Linked DNA regions of Mus musculus: region 2 is linked to region 1. The links are chromatin contacts, called in public HiChIP or PLAC-seq maps. All regions are on one chromosome and are shown on one strand. Each heading gives the region's core, a stretch centred on a gene start, on an enhancer-like site or on the middle of the called end of the contact. The rest is flanking DNA. Distances are from core to core; before and after follow the strand shown. Region 1 overlaps Gm38475 (a long non-coding RNA gene). Region 2 overlaps Rassf8 (Ras association (RalGDS/AF-6) domain family (N-terminal) member 8).

Region 1 (6,400 bases), core at 1,435-3,934:
GTGGGTTCCCAGGGATGCTCCTGCCTATCCAGATGAGTGGTTGCTGATGGACCACTTTCCTCTCATTCTGACCAGAGAGCTCTAATCGGATCTGTCTCCAAGGTTAGGTATAGAGCAGTCTCATCTTATCTTAAAAGACAGGCATCTGAAGCTGCTATCAAGATAGTAATTAACAGTAATCAGAATTATCTGAAGATGGCTCTCAAAATAATCTCAAAATACAGTCCAGCTGTTTTTAAGTAAATAAGTTATTAAATGCCATTTTAAGCAAGATTAATGTTTTCACAATATGAAATTGAACACTTTGGGCTACAGAAGTGAGCGCTGTTTGTTTTGTTTCTGAACTTGAAACAACCAAGATTTTTCAATGATTAAGAAGTGACCACAAAGGAATGGAGCCTCTTTAGTGTTCATCCAGGCCAAGGGCAAACAGCGCACACACAGGTAGTGTAGTGGAGCCAATGAGAGTGGAGGAAGAAAGAGAGAAGGTGAATGAAGTTGCTTTATCGTCATAAAAGTGGCTTTGTAAAATCAGCCTCGGATACTAGCACTATGTAGATATACTATATGACTCGTTGGTGGAGAAACAAACTGGAATCATTAAACACGATTGCTATAAAGAAAGGTGTGAAGTAAAATCAAGAATGGTGGGACAACCTCAAAAATAAAATTATTCTCTTAAAATAGTTTCGAATTGTGTAGGTGTCCCATCAGGGAACTTGGAACAAACCAAGTTCTGGTGGAAGCTTGTATATAAGAGTTGTATAGAATAATGAGCCTCCTTAGATGTGAGAAAATGGAAGCTAGGGCTGAAGAGGGCTTGGAAGTTAAGGATACTCACAAAACACCCACGGTCACTTCCCAGCACCCACACTGGGCAACACACAATACCTATTACATCAACTCCAGCACATCTAATGCCCTTTCTGGCCTCCAAGGGTACCTGCACTCATAGATACATACGCATGTACATAATTAAAAATAAGTACAAATGTAAAAAAAAAAGTGATAAATCTCTGCTCATTGACCTTTTGGTAAAATGACAGAGTAATTAATTTAAAATGACAGGAGTAAAAATTTCAAAATGATCCATTCTGGTGATATTTACGTATTTGCAATGGCTATACCTAAGTTATCAGCAGCCAACAATATCCTGGGCAATCTCTGGCTATTTTTCAGAGGGAGGCTTTAGGCTTTCTCTATTCCAACAAGTGGGGTCAAAGACACTGGGTTAAGAAAATCAGAGTTATTCATTGACCATGTTAAATGGTAACGTCACACAGCACTGTTACTTCTAAATCTTTCCAGACCTCTAGGCTTAGGTGAGACTTCAGTAGAGCCTTAGAGGGGACTCGCTTCTCTCTCTCTCTCTCTCTCTCTCTCTCTCTCCCTCTCCCTCTCCCTCTCCCTCTCCCTCTCCCTCTCCCTCTCCCTCTCCCTCCCCCTCTCTCTCTCTGTGTGCCTTTCTGTCTGTCTGTCTCTCCCTTCCTCTCTCTCCCTTTTCCCTTTACACTACTTTGTTTTCCTATGAACACTAATACTACTTAATAAAAAATTTACATTGATTTATTTTTTTTCATGTGCTACACACTGTAACAAATATCTGGGATAAATCAACTTAGAAATAGGAAAGGTATGTTTTGACTCAGTTTCTGGTTGCCTGTTCCATGGCATCCAGCTTGTGGTAGCAATGCATTGTGGAAGGAGAAATCTTGTTCACCTTGTGGTAGTCCGGGAGTAAAGAGAGAAAGGGAGAGGGCAGGATCCGATTCTCCTAGCAAACCATGACCTCCTGTAGCTCCAGAGGCTGGGTACCAATCCTTATACACAACTCTTTGGGGTATAGTCACGACCCCTGCTATCTCATTTGTGTGAGACTTTAACTTCAGAACGTAGAATAAAAGCACGTAGTGTGGATGATCCACCAACCACTACTACTAATTGAAAATCTGAGTGAATTGTCATTTGCACGGCACCTGTTGTGAAGTAAGCACTGGGTAGATAATAGACTGCAAAGCAGTTCCCAATGCTGGTGCCTTACCTGGAGGTGGCATTGTGCAGAAAACTCTGTGAGCATCAGGGCAAGACTAAGGAGGTCGCATATTCTCAACAGCCCTCTGCCTTTTGGGCCTCTGGGCTGCTGCCAAGAAAGCAGCGCCTTTCATGGGGTCAAGAACCTTGAGGCTGTTTTGATTAATTCTTTTGAACTTGAAAGGTGCCTTTGATGTTCTTTGGAGTGTGTGAAGAGAGCTAGCATACAGGGAACTCTGAGTATACTGGCCAGTCATGCTGTTCTGTGTCCTCTCGGGTTGCGGGTTACAGCAGTATGTGGGACCGAAGTCGGCTCTCCTCCACAGCAGTCCATCTATCCCGCCTCACTGAATGACTGGGGTCTGGCTTTGAATGATCTCTCAGTTTCAGTATGACAGCTCTTGAGCACTCCCCTAGAGATTTGTTGTTTCTCCAACCCAGCTGCTCTTTCCCCAGCAAGCACGGAGTACAAGTTACTTCGTTTTGAACACAAGAGAACCCTTAGACCACTAAAAACAGAAGCAGAATCTTGGCTGCTGATGTGGAACCTGGGTGCTGTGTGGTGCAGAGCATTGCACTCTGGGAAAGAGCTTCAAGGAAAGCCTCACCAGCCCATGACAAAGCAGTGCTCGGTTTCCTGGGAAGGCTGTAACCCTGGCAAGGGAACTGCATGCACAGACTCCTCCCAATATGTGCTATTCAACCTTAGTGTAGGATCCCAGCCAGTGTGCTCAGTGGATCCCCGGCTTCCTCGTAGGCATCTTCACTCTGCTTGCAGGGTTGATAGTAAAAGCTCTGGGTCAAATTAACACGGCGCTTTGTCAGTTCATCTGTAGCCACTCTCTCACAGAGGTATTTGCATGTATGTGTAACAGAACTCATGTCAGTTAGCCAATCAGCTAGCATGCAGGGCTTCGTGTGCTGTGGCATCCTCAAGCACACTTCGTAATTTCCTACAAGTACCTTGCTGCTTCTGTCTCACATGTCTGTATCTTAGACTCCACAAGATGCCCTTCTTGGCTCCCAAACCTACAATGACAGGAACTGTGAAGTACCGACACACTCACATGCAGTCTCGCCTATGTACACTTACACACATGCTCACACAGTAAGAGGCAAAAGAGAACCTGACACGTCTGTCTCCATGTATGTTGGTGTGTGTGTGTGCATTCATAAAACAACAATTAAAGAAACGAGGTCATACATTTGAGAGAGAGCAAGGGAGAGAGTCTGTGAGAGGGGAAGTCTTGGAAGGAGGACAGGGAGGGGAGAAGTGATATAATTTCAAGCATAACTTATTAAAAAGGATCCTGAGATCTAGATCTGCTCTGAGGTTTTGCCATTTGCCGGCTTGAGAAGGCCAAGCTGCTACTCGATTTGCTGATTTGAAGTGGCCAGAGAGCAGAGCATAACCATTTCCACAACCACCCCATTTTTTAACATGATTTGTGTGTGTGTTAAAAATAAATCATCAACAAATAAATGTCTCAGCAGGCACAGCCTTTGCAGCACCTCGCTGTTTAAGTGGAGCTAAAATAGCAGTCCAGGGTAGAGCCCGAAAGAGGACATCGTGTGTCCCCTACTTGGGCCTTAAGCAGCAGCAGGTTAAGACCGGCACAAGAAAGTACCCAGGAGCCACGTAGGAGAGAGGAAGCAAGGGAAAGGTTAGGATGGACATGAAGAGGCAAGCGGGAATCTGCCTGCCCTGAGCTAGGTTGGTCCTGATGATAAAGGGTGACCTGGGTGCTGAAGGCATGAACCTGTCACAAGGTGTCCCAGATTCTGAGCAGCAATCTGGGAAATAGGGAAACTGCTTGGCTCATTTGGAGCTACCAGAATGGAGAAAGCATTGTTTGTATGGCCATTTTGATTATTTATTATATTGGAGGAGTCCAGAAATGGTGACTGGGATTTTCATACCCCACGGTTCTGACACCCACGTCAGCTCCATGGTTCTGTCACCCACGTCAGCTCGTAGTTCTGTGCTGTTTCTCGGGGACAGAGATGACACAGTGGTTATTGAGTCAGTGAAGTTAGGACTTAGATTTAGATGTAAGTGCTTGTGTGCTATGACCTTGGAAAAACATTGGCTCCTGCAGGGTGCCCTCATCTCAGGAAGCTTCGAACCATGATCCATCCTGTAACCTCAGCACCCAGAAGACGGAGGCAGAGAGACTCTGCCATCTTAGAGGTTAGCCTGGGCTCCACAGCAAATTTTAGGCTAGTCTGGACTACAGTTGAGACCTGACCCCCATTCCTCACCCAACCCAAACACACAATGAATGAGAACCCAACGCTGTGCCCACTCTGAGGCTCTGAGCTTGAGTGAAGGCACTTGTGAAACAACATTGACTGTCCCTCTCAGGACCAAATAGTTCTGAGTTCTCACCCCATTTTTACTCAGGCGGAGAATGCCAAGATAGGTCCAGTGTACACAGTGTGAACTTATTCAACTCCTTATTTGGGAGCAAAGGACTCACCTTAGAATCGAGACAAGAATATTCTCTTCAGAATCCTCAGAAACCCCATCTCTCCAGCAAATTAATCACCATTAGAGTTCTCATGGTCCAGGCAGCCTCAAGAAGACAGCCAACTCTCTATGTTCTTTAAAATGAAGTACTTGGGGCTGGGCCAGTGGTTCAGAGTCAGGAACTCTCGCTGCTGCTCCACAGGACCCGAACTTGGTTCCCCAAACACAGAACGTGCGGCTCACACCATCTGTAACTCCAGCTCTAGGGCATCTAATGCCTTCCTCTGGCTTTGCAAGCACCAGTGTCCTGGAGGCACACAGACCAACACACATACACACACACATGCACATGCACACGCACACACACATACACACAAATAAACCATTAAAAATTAAATACTCAACAACCAAGAACATCTTACATATTTTTAAGTATTAAGGGTCAAAGAGAGCAAATGTGTTCAAAATACATGGTCTAAAATTCTCAATTAATAAGAAAATATTTTTAAAAGAGTAGCAATAAGAATTGGCATCTGTACATTTGCCAGGAGTTTAAGATATAAACTGCACCCCAGATTTCTTTGCGATCTCCTAGAGATGTCTGTCTGGTTCCATCTTTACTGTCGTCCCCTAAAGGTAGCTATAATCCTGGACCTGGGGTTTCTTCTTTTTACTATGTATGCAAATGTTGTCTGATATGTTTTAGTTTTTAAAGGACATTTCTGTTAATGGATTTTTAACTGTTTGAATATTTGATGTTTTAGCCAGTGCCACATTATTATTTAGCTATCAGTCAGCCATTCTTCTGTATGTAGGTTATCTCAGCACATGTCTGTGCCTGGTTCTGTGCCCTCCGCCGTTGTCTGCTCCTGGCTGGTTCCTATTGTTCTCAACATGCAAACCCCTTCCTATGTGTACTTGTATTCTTGGTTTTCTATCCCCAGGAATAAAAGTCTGACTCGTGTCACATACACACACACACACACACACACACACACACACACACACACACACACACACACAGAGAGAGAGAGAGAGGGGGGGGGTGGGGGGAGGATTAGTTTTACCACTACTAAACAAAGTAAATTGTTTTTGAAACTGGCACCAGCTTATGTATTCCCAGGCAGGGCTGCTTTCCCTAGTGTCCTCTGGTGTAAACTCTTGCTAAAATGGGCTATGCTCCATGCTATGTTTTTCTGCACCATTAGGAGGGTGGTGGTATCTTGTTTTGGTTTTAAGGTACATCACTCTGTTGACTCGTGATGCCAAGCATATTTTTATATTGCCTAACACTGATTTATCTTTCAATGTTTTAAAAAAAACTTGCCTTTGTACTTAGTGTGACTGCCTCAATATGCAAGTGATTCTCACTGAGTCAGGTAGAAACCCTTATAAGATGGGGTTGTCCTGGAGTGACCCAGCAGTGTTTATAAAAGAGTTAATAACATTTTGCTAGTCTCCCTCCTGACATTAATTTAAAAATACTGCATTCAGTTATTTACAGAGTCAGAGCAATCACCATCTGCCCAATAATAAACTTATAGGTCAAGGTCTGGCACAAAGAGGTCTATGACTATTTCAGGGAAAAGGATGTGTGTGTGTGTGTGTATTTCATGTGTGTATTTTGTGTGTGTGTTTCATGTGTATATGTATTTCGTGTGTGTGTGTGTGTATTTCTTGTGTGTGTGTGTGTACATGTGTGTGTATTTCATGTGTGTGTGTATTTCTCGTGTGTGTGTGTGTGTGTGTGTGTGTGTGTGCATGTGTGTGTATTTCATGTGTGTGCATGCTCAGAGAGGTCAGGTGCTGTTTATCTTCCTCCATTTCTCTTTACCATCTATATTGAGGCAGAACATGCCTCACTTGAGTCCAGAGCGGACCTATTTGGCTAATGCAGCC
Region 2 (6,400 bases), core at 2,660-5,159, 180 kb before region 1:
AAGGGTTAAATGTTTAAAAATGAAGTGAGCCCTGGGAACAGAATAGCATAGCCATCCACGGTGTGATCCAGAAGGTACGAAAACAAAACAAACAAAAACAAAAAGCAAGGCAAACAGCAAAAGGTCAGCTCAGATTTTTGAGAGCAAATATTCAAATTGATGGGAATGTTACAGGACAAAGAAACCGATAAGGAAGCAGGCCAGCACTGAGGAGACATCCCAAAGCTATCCTGTCACCCACAGCACAACACAGTGTCCTGTCACCCCCAGCACAACACAGTGTCCTGTCACCCACAGCACAACACAGTGTCCTGTCACCCACAGCACAACACAGTGTCCTGTCACCCACAGCACAACACAGTGTCCTGTCACCCACAGCACAACACAGCACAGCTCTACACACAGCACAACACAGCACAGCTCTCTGACCCAGGCTGTTTACAAAGGGGTCCAAGTGGACAGAGAAACCCTACCAAGAGAGGGCAATGCCTTCTCAATGAACTTAGGGCTCTCACAGGTGAGCGCAGGACCTCCTCAGAGCACACCAGCGCTCCCACAGGCTTCCACCCGGCGCTGTGCCTTGCACCCACTCCTCTTCTATACCATGGAGCCCTCACCTCATGGAATGTGAACAACTCTGAAGGATCAGAGAAGGACAAGAGGAGGCCCTGAAGTGTGTTGGGGTGGGGGGTGGGGGTAGCTGACCAGAAAAACTCTCTTTTTTCCCTACAAGCAGAAACTGATGGTGTAGGTGGGATTAGTTTTCAAATCAAAGAAAATATTCTAATCAGAACAAGCCCCAGCTCTGCTGGGTTTTTATACTAACACAATGACGTCGTAAACATTGGCGGAGAGAACACTCCCTAGTCACCCCCAAATCCTCCCAAATGCCAGAGATCTGACTACTCTGCTTCACGGTGTGGACAAGCCACCTGCTCATAATGCTGCTTCCAGAAGGAAGCCCAACATGGCCTGCCGGTCTCGAAGCGGGGTGGAAACTTTCCCAGCTAGTGTCTTTCTTTCTTTCTTTTCTAATGGTCTAAGCACATGAGCTTAAGAATGCAGGGAGAGTACAATCAAATGCTGAGGAGAGGTCATCTTCTAAACTACCACAGCTGAGTGTCTTGCAGGGAAGCTGGTTGGGAATGTAGGTAGGAGGAGCTTGCCTCTCACACAGGAGAGTGGTTCAAGGTGCTGACAGAGACTCTAGTATACATTCAATATTGTTATCAAGGGATAACAATAAAGATATTCCACTAGTGAACACAAAATTACTTTAGGATGTTGGCATGTTCAAGCTTGTTTTAAACAATTAACTAATTTCCTAGACCGGCTACATGCTGCATGCAAATCTTGAAGCGATGCCCAGTTTCTGATTGAAAATAAAATGCATCTCAGTAAAGCACTCAGCTTGAAGAGCTGGGTGTCTCTAGGCTTTGATGCCATTTAAGCCAAGGATTTGTATGTGACCTGTTTCTGAAACCTTATCACCTGTCATAGTGCCCGAATGAACAAAGGTTCACTCACTAACTAGGACCTTCCTGGAATTACAACACCCAACAGTTTGGGGTCCATTTTGCTATACCTGCTTCAGCTTGAAATCACACAATGGTATCTGTAACGCTGGGCTGTCTCCAGACTTAAGAGAAGGCTCCTATCGTTCTTTTTATGTGGCAAGTGACAGCTTTATGCAGGAGCAGAGTGGTTAAGTGACTTAAAACCAAATCTCCCAGTAAGTACACAGCCTGTATGCAAGAGCCAGCCGTGTCTACCTGAGCTATACCCCTAACCACTCAACAACACTGCATCTAGCCAAGTCCAGCAAGGGAGCCAAAGGAACTGATTCCATCTACCCACATTCCATAACTATCAGGGCTGGGTAGCCATGCCTACAGCTAAAGATTTAACCTGATTCTGACCAATTACATTTAGTCTTTTTGTTTTTTAGTGTTTAGGATGTTGTTTCAAGCTGCTCTCATTAACTATTATCTGTATATACCATTGCGAATTGAATATGAAATGCTGCCCATAGGCTAAGTATTGGAAACCTTGGTCCCCAGTCGGTAGTGCTCTTCTGGGAGGTTATGGAACTTTTAGGGGAAAGTACCATGCATGGGCAGGTTTGAAGGTTTATAGCCTTGTCCCATTTCTGCCTCTGTCTGCCTGGTCTCCAGGATGGCCTCTGCCCATCACTCACATGGCACCCAGAACACTAGGTGCCCAGCCCTGGTAGCAGAAAAGCTGCAGTGTGAACAGTGTTTAAAACCAGGAGCTGCCCTTGACTTAGAATCCTGGCTCTGCCCCACCTCTGCCTGTCACTATGGGCTTGGACAAATAATGTGGATATAGTTTTACAGAAGTTTTTGTAATTCAATATAGATACTTAGCAGCCCATTCATATAGTATCATGAATAAAATGACCATTTATTGGGAAAAAAAGTATTAGGGGTTAGAGAGAGAACTCAGTGGTTACAACACTTGGAGCTCAATCATATCTATCAGAGATCAGATCCAAGCACCAATGCTGAGTGACTCACAAACCGCAAACGTCTCCAACTCCAGTTCCAAGGGATTGGGCAATTGGGCACATGCACACACACACACACAAGTGTGCACACACATACATACACATATGCACACACAAATGTGCACACATGCACACACAATCATGCATGTACATGTACACATAATTGTGCACACACATAAAAGCATGCACACAAGTGTATATACAAGTGCATGCGTGCACACACACACACACACACAGGCTCATGAATAAAAATATTTTAAAATAAAAACTTCTCCATTACTTAAATTCTTCAGTTTTTCTGGGAAGATTAGTGTTAATTTGTTCATCATCAAAGATTCTCTCCTTAGGCGATTTCCTCTGTGATAGCATGGCTGTCTCTGTGCCAAGACTCTTCTCCCTGATTCTAGGCAGTTGTGGAGTCTCCTTGTTTTGCTTCTAGTTGAGCCAACTGCTAGAGGTCCCTACTGTTTGATTCCCCTCTCACCCACATGCTCCAGGACAAGCTAGTTGGTCTTCAACTGCCACATATGTGAGGTCAGCCAGCAGATAATGCTGAATACATGCCTGGAAGGGTGGCTGGGCTGCCTGTACTGCTGGCCAAACTTATAATCTTTATTTCTAACCACTTTCTAGGGAATCTCTATCCAGAACTGAAAATAACACCTTTAATTCCAGCATTCGGCAGGCAGATCTCTGTGAGTTCAAGGCCAGCCTAGTCTACAGAGCAAGTTCCAGGACAGGCAGGGCTACACAGAGAAACCTTGTCCTGAAAAACAAAAATCCTTCTTTCTAGCCCCAGAAACATCTACATTGTTTACCACACCTATGACTCCCAGGTCTCCCAGACTGAAGGGAGAGTTGGGACTTTGTCAACACTGTCACCAATGTGCCAAGCCTACACAAAGCTGAGTCCTTATTTTACTTAAAGTACTTTTGGACTTTAGATAGTGACTCACCATGAATCCCAGGGCTCACAGAGGCCAGTGGTCCTGACTTTAAAGTCAGTACAGACTCCAGATGGTTTCCAGACAATCTGTGAAGGACCAACTGTGAAACTTCTGGAAAGAGCAGGAAATGTGTTTGTAACGGAAGAGTCTCAGTCTTTTGTCATACACATATTTTAATTTGTGCACTTAAGTTGGCAAGTCACACTGCCAGTTAAATTCACTAAAACAACACACCTAATTTGCTAGCTAGCATTCAGTGGAACAGATTCTGCAAGATAAAAATGTCACCAATATGAACTGCAGTTATCCTGGGCTATTTTCCCAGAAAATAAAATCAAATGAGAGAGATTACTAAGAGCTCGGGCTTTCTAGCACAGAGGGGAGGCAAAAGACAAGATGCTCAAGGCAAGGCCCACAGAAGCCAGGCAGCTGCTCTCTGTGCAACTGACATGGTGTGGCCACAACTGCAGCCCTTTCAAGTGAGGTCACCTTGAGCGAGGCTGCTGTGCTTGCTGACTGGTAGGAACTGAGAATCCCTCATGTGAAAGGCTCTGAGGAGCTCAACAGAAGGACCCTGATAAGCAGGCTGGAAAGGAAAGGTCTCTCAATCTGGTTTCCAACACTCATTGCTGATGACCGTGGCCTGCTCACTTCAGCTTTGAGCTACTTCTAACTATAAACAAGCAGATCTGATTATTGCCTATGAAAGTTAAGAACCAAGTTAGGTGCAGACACAAATGTGGCAAAAGGGCTGCTGCTCTGAAGAACCCCAGTGGGGAGAATCAGCTCATGAGGAGCAACAAGCAGGAAGACAGTGGGCGATCTGGAAACCACAGCTCTCCCAGGCACTGCTGCCAAGCCAGAGGTCTTCCAGGTGTGCACCATCAGTGGGAGGCACAGCCACCCAGCTTGTGCCACCACAGCAGGTGGAAGGGAATGCAACAGCCTGAACCAACCTACTGCTTTGCAACAAAGCCCACACCCTTCAGGACACCTAGACCAGTTCTATGACTTTACTATGCTATCTCCCAAGATTCTCCACCCATCCAGTTTTGTGTTGATATCTAATTTGATTCTTAACTGCTCTGGTCAATTGCAGACCCAGCCACTCCGAGTTAGGGAAGTAAGTTCAGAACATAGAAGTGACAGAGAAAACTATCAGTGATAAGCACTGCAGATTAGAGGCAGGTTATAGCCGGGCTCAACCTGTTCAATGTCCTCAAGGAGGAGAGGGGAAGCAGGGTGTGTCCTGGACCAGCCTCTACCACATCCTCAGGCTGCAGTGGTCTTTCCCCAGCTTCCCACCACATCCACCTCTGCACCACTACCTGACATCCCCCCTCCTCCTCTAACTTGGTTTTTGGTGTGTGCTGTCTTCTAAGACACTCCTCTACTTCTTAATTTAGCGAGTGACACACACTTAAGTATTTCCTATACTTTATGGAGCTGAACTGGGGCCTTGCACACGATACCTGAGCAAGTGTTCTACCACTGAGCTGCACACCCACCCCAAGCCTTCATTTTTGGGCAGGGTCTTTCTCTGTAGCCTAAGGTGGGCATGAAAACACTAGACAGTTCAGGTTGACAAACACAGAAGTGCTAACCCCTTAGTCTCCTCAGTGATGGAATTACTGGTGTGTACACATACCCAGGTCAGTCTAGGGGCAGGGGTTGTTTAAAGTTTAGCTTTTGCTAAATGATAAGCTTTCTAAGATGCAGAGGTCCTTCTCTTTGTCAACTACTACACAAATAGCTTCCTCAGCATCACATGAATGCTGTGGCGTCTGTTGAGTAAACATAAACAGGCGAGGCTCTGATAAACTGTACTGAGACACTGAGCAAGGCCAAGTAACTCTAATTCAATCTCAACACTTCCAGGGTACGGTCTGAATAATCAGAAATTTTAGTTTAAAACAATGCAAGCAGAAACAACCACCACCTGCGGTTTTCATAAATAAGCTTGCTAGCAAACACAGGTGGACAACGTTTAGAAGGCCGTCTTCACCCCAGGGCTGGAATATTATAGCTCGCCCTGTTCATGCCACTCTTCCCAGCCCCAAGGTACATGGAACCAGAAAACAACACAGCCACCTGTAGTTTTCCAGGGACTGTGATCTCTGAACACTGTGCCTCCACCCTGCAGTTCTACTTGGATGGGGCTTCTCCCATCAGGCCTATCTTGAGTAGATTTTCCTTTTAAACTTGAGGGAACTCTCAATTTTCCCCAGGCTAACTTATCTTTCCTCAAGTGTAGTTCTGGCTCCATGATCCTAGAATTGCTCAGATCCCTGGCCCCTCCTCCTAACAGAGCACTTGGGAGAGAAGGCGGGTTATCACAGCATTCGGACAGACTGTGAGTGAGCTACAGCACTGTCCTGTGGTGAGCTACAGCACTGTCCAATCCACCAGCACCAACGGCACACGTTAAGATCGTGTTCCTGAGCTCACGTGCACTATCATCTCACAGAGGCAGCCAGGGTACAGAGCTGGCCCAGGGAGAAGCCGTGACTTCTGCATGTGTGGACGTCACACTAGGGAAGTGAGGGTTGCTTTAGAACTACTGTGAGCGTCGAGGATTGTCTTGTGTCCTCCATTCCTGCACTGGCCTTAGGAAGGATAGTTGTGGAAGGTATGTAGGAGCAGTTTCCTGCCTTTCAGACTTTATGGACTACACTTAAACCTCAGGCCTCTCTTCTAGGGAAAGCGCTTCAGAGAAGACATTACAAATCACTTCAGCCCACCGCAGCTTATGTCAGGCTTCCTTCAAACAGGCCCTTGCTCTGTGGGCTGGCAGCACACTGCCCACCTCACAGCTGGGCAATTCCTCGCCCTCTTCCTCCTGCTGCTCACCTGCCCACCTGCACCATCCAGGGAAACCATCAGTCAGAGGGCGTGTGCAGCACGCTGAGAGCGATGTGCAGCAGGA

The links. HiChIP or PLAC-seq counts read pairs in DNA pulled down with a chosen protein or histone mark.
Region 2: a contact with region 1 is called in an H3K27ac HiChIP or PLAC-seq map of heart atrium, with 3 times the contacts expected there. The contact joins two enhancer-like sites. A contact is called at or near these places in 2 of 484 Hi-C or Micro-C datasets (the G1E-ER4 cell line and uterus), 2 of 115 datasets of contacts at active chromatin or transcription factors (embryonic fibroblasts and heart atrium) and 1 of 9 other capture datasets (pancreatic islet).

Annotation. Positions count from the first base shown.
Region 1 is chr6:145,574,800-145,581,199 of GRCm38.p6, reverse strand. All of the region lies in intron 1 of Gm38475 (a long non-coding RNA gene), which reads left to right. Among named protein-coding and RNA genes, the nearest start is that of Gm38475, 36 kb to the left of the region's middle. Within about 2 kb of position 2,684, at least 32 of the 459 cell types and tissues checked have an H3K27ac peak or open chromatin away from gene starts, as enhancers often do. A contact at or near this core is called in heart atrium and uterus, where this site is marked.
Region 2 is chr6:145,758,385-145,764,784 of GRCm38.p6, reverse strand. All of the region lies in intron 1 of Rassf8 (Ras association (RalGDS/AF-6) domain family (N-terminal) member 8), which reads right to left. Among named protein-coding and RNA genes, the nearest start is that of Gm15704, 13 kb to the right of the region's middle. Within about 2 kb of position 3,909, at least 47 of the 459 cell types and tissues checked have an H3K27ac peak or open chromatin away from gene starts, as enhancers often do. A contact at or near this core is called in heart atrium and uterus, where this site is marked.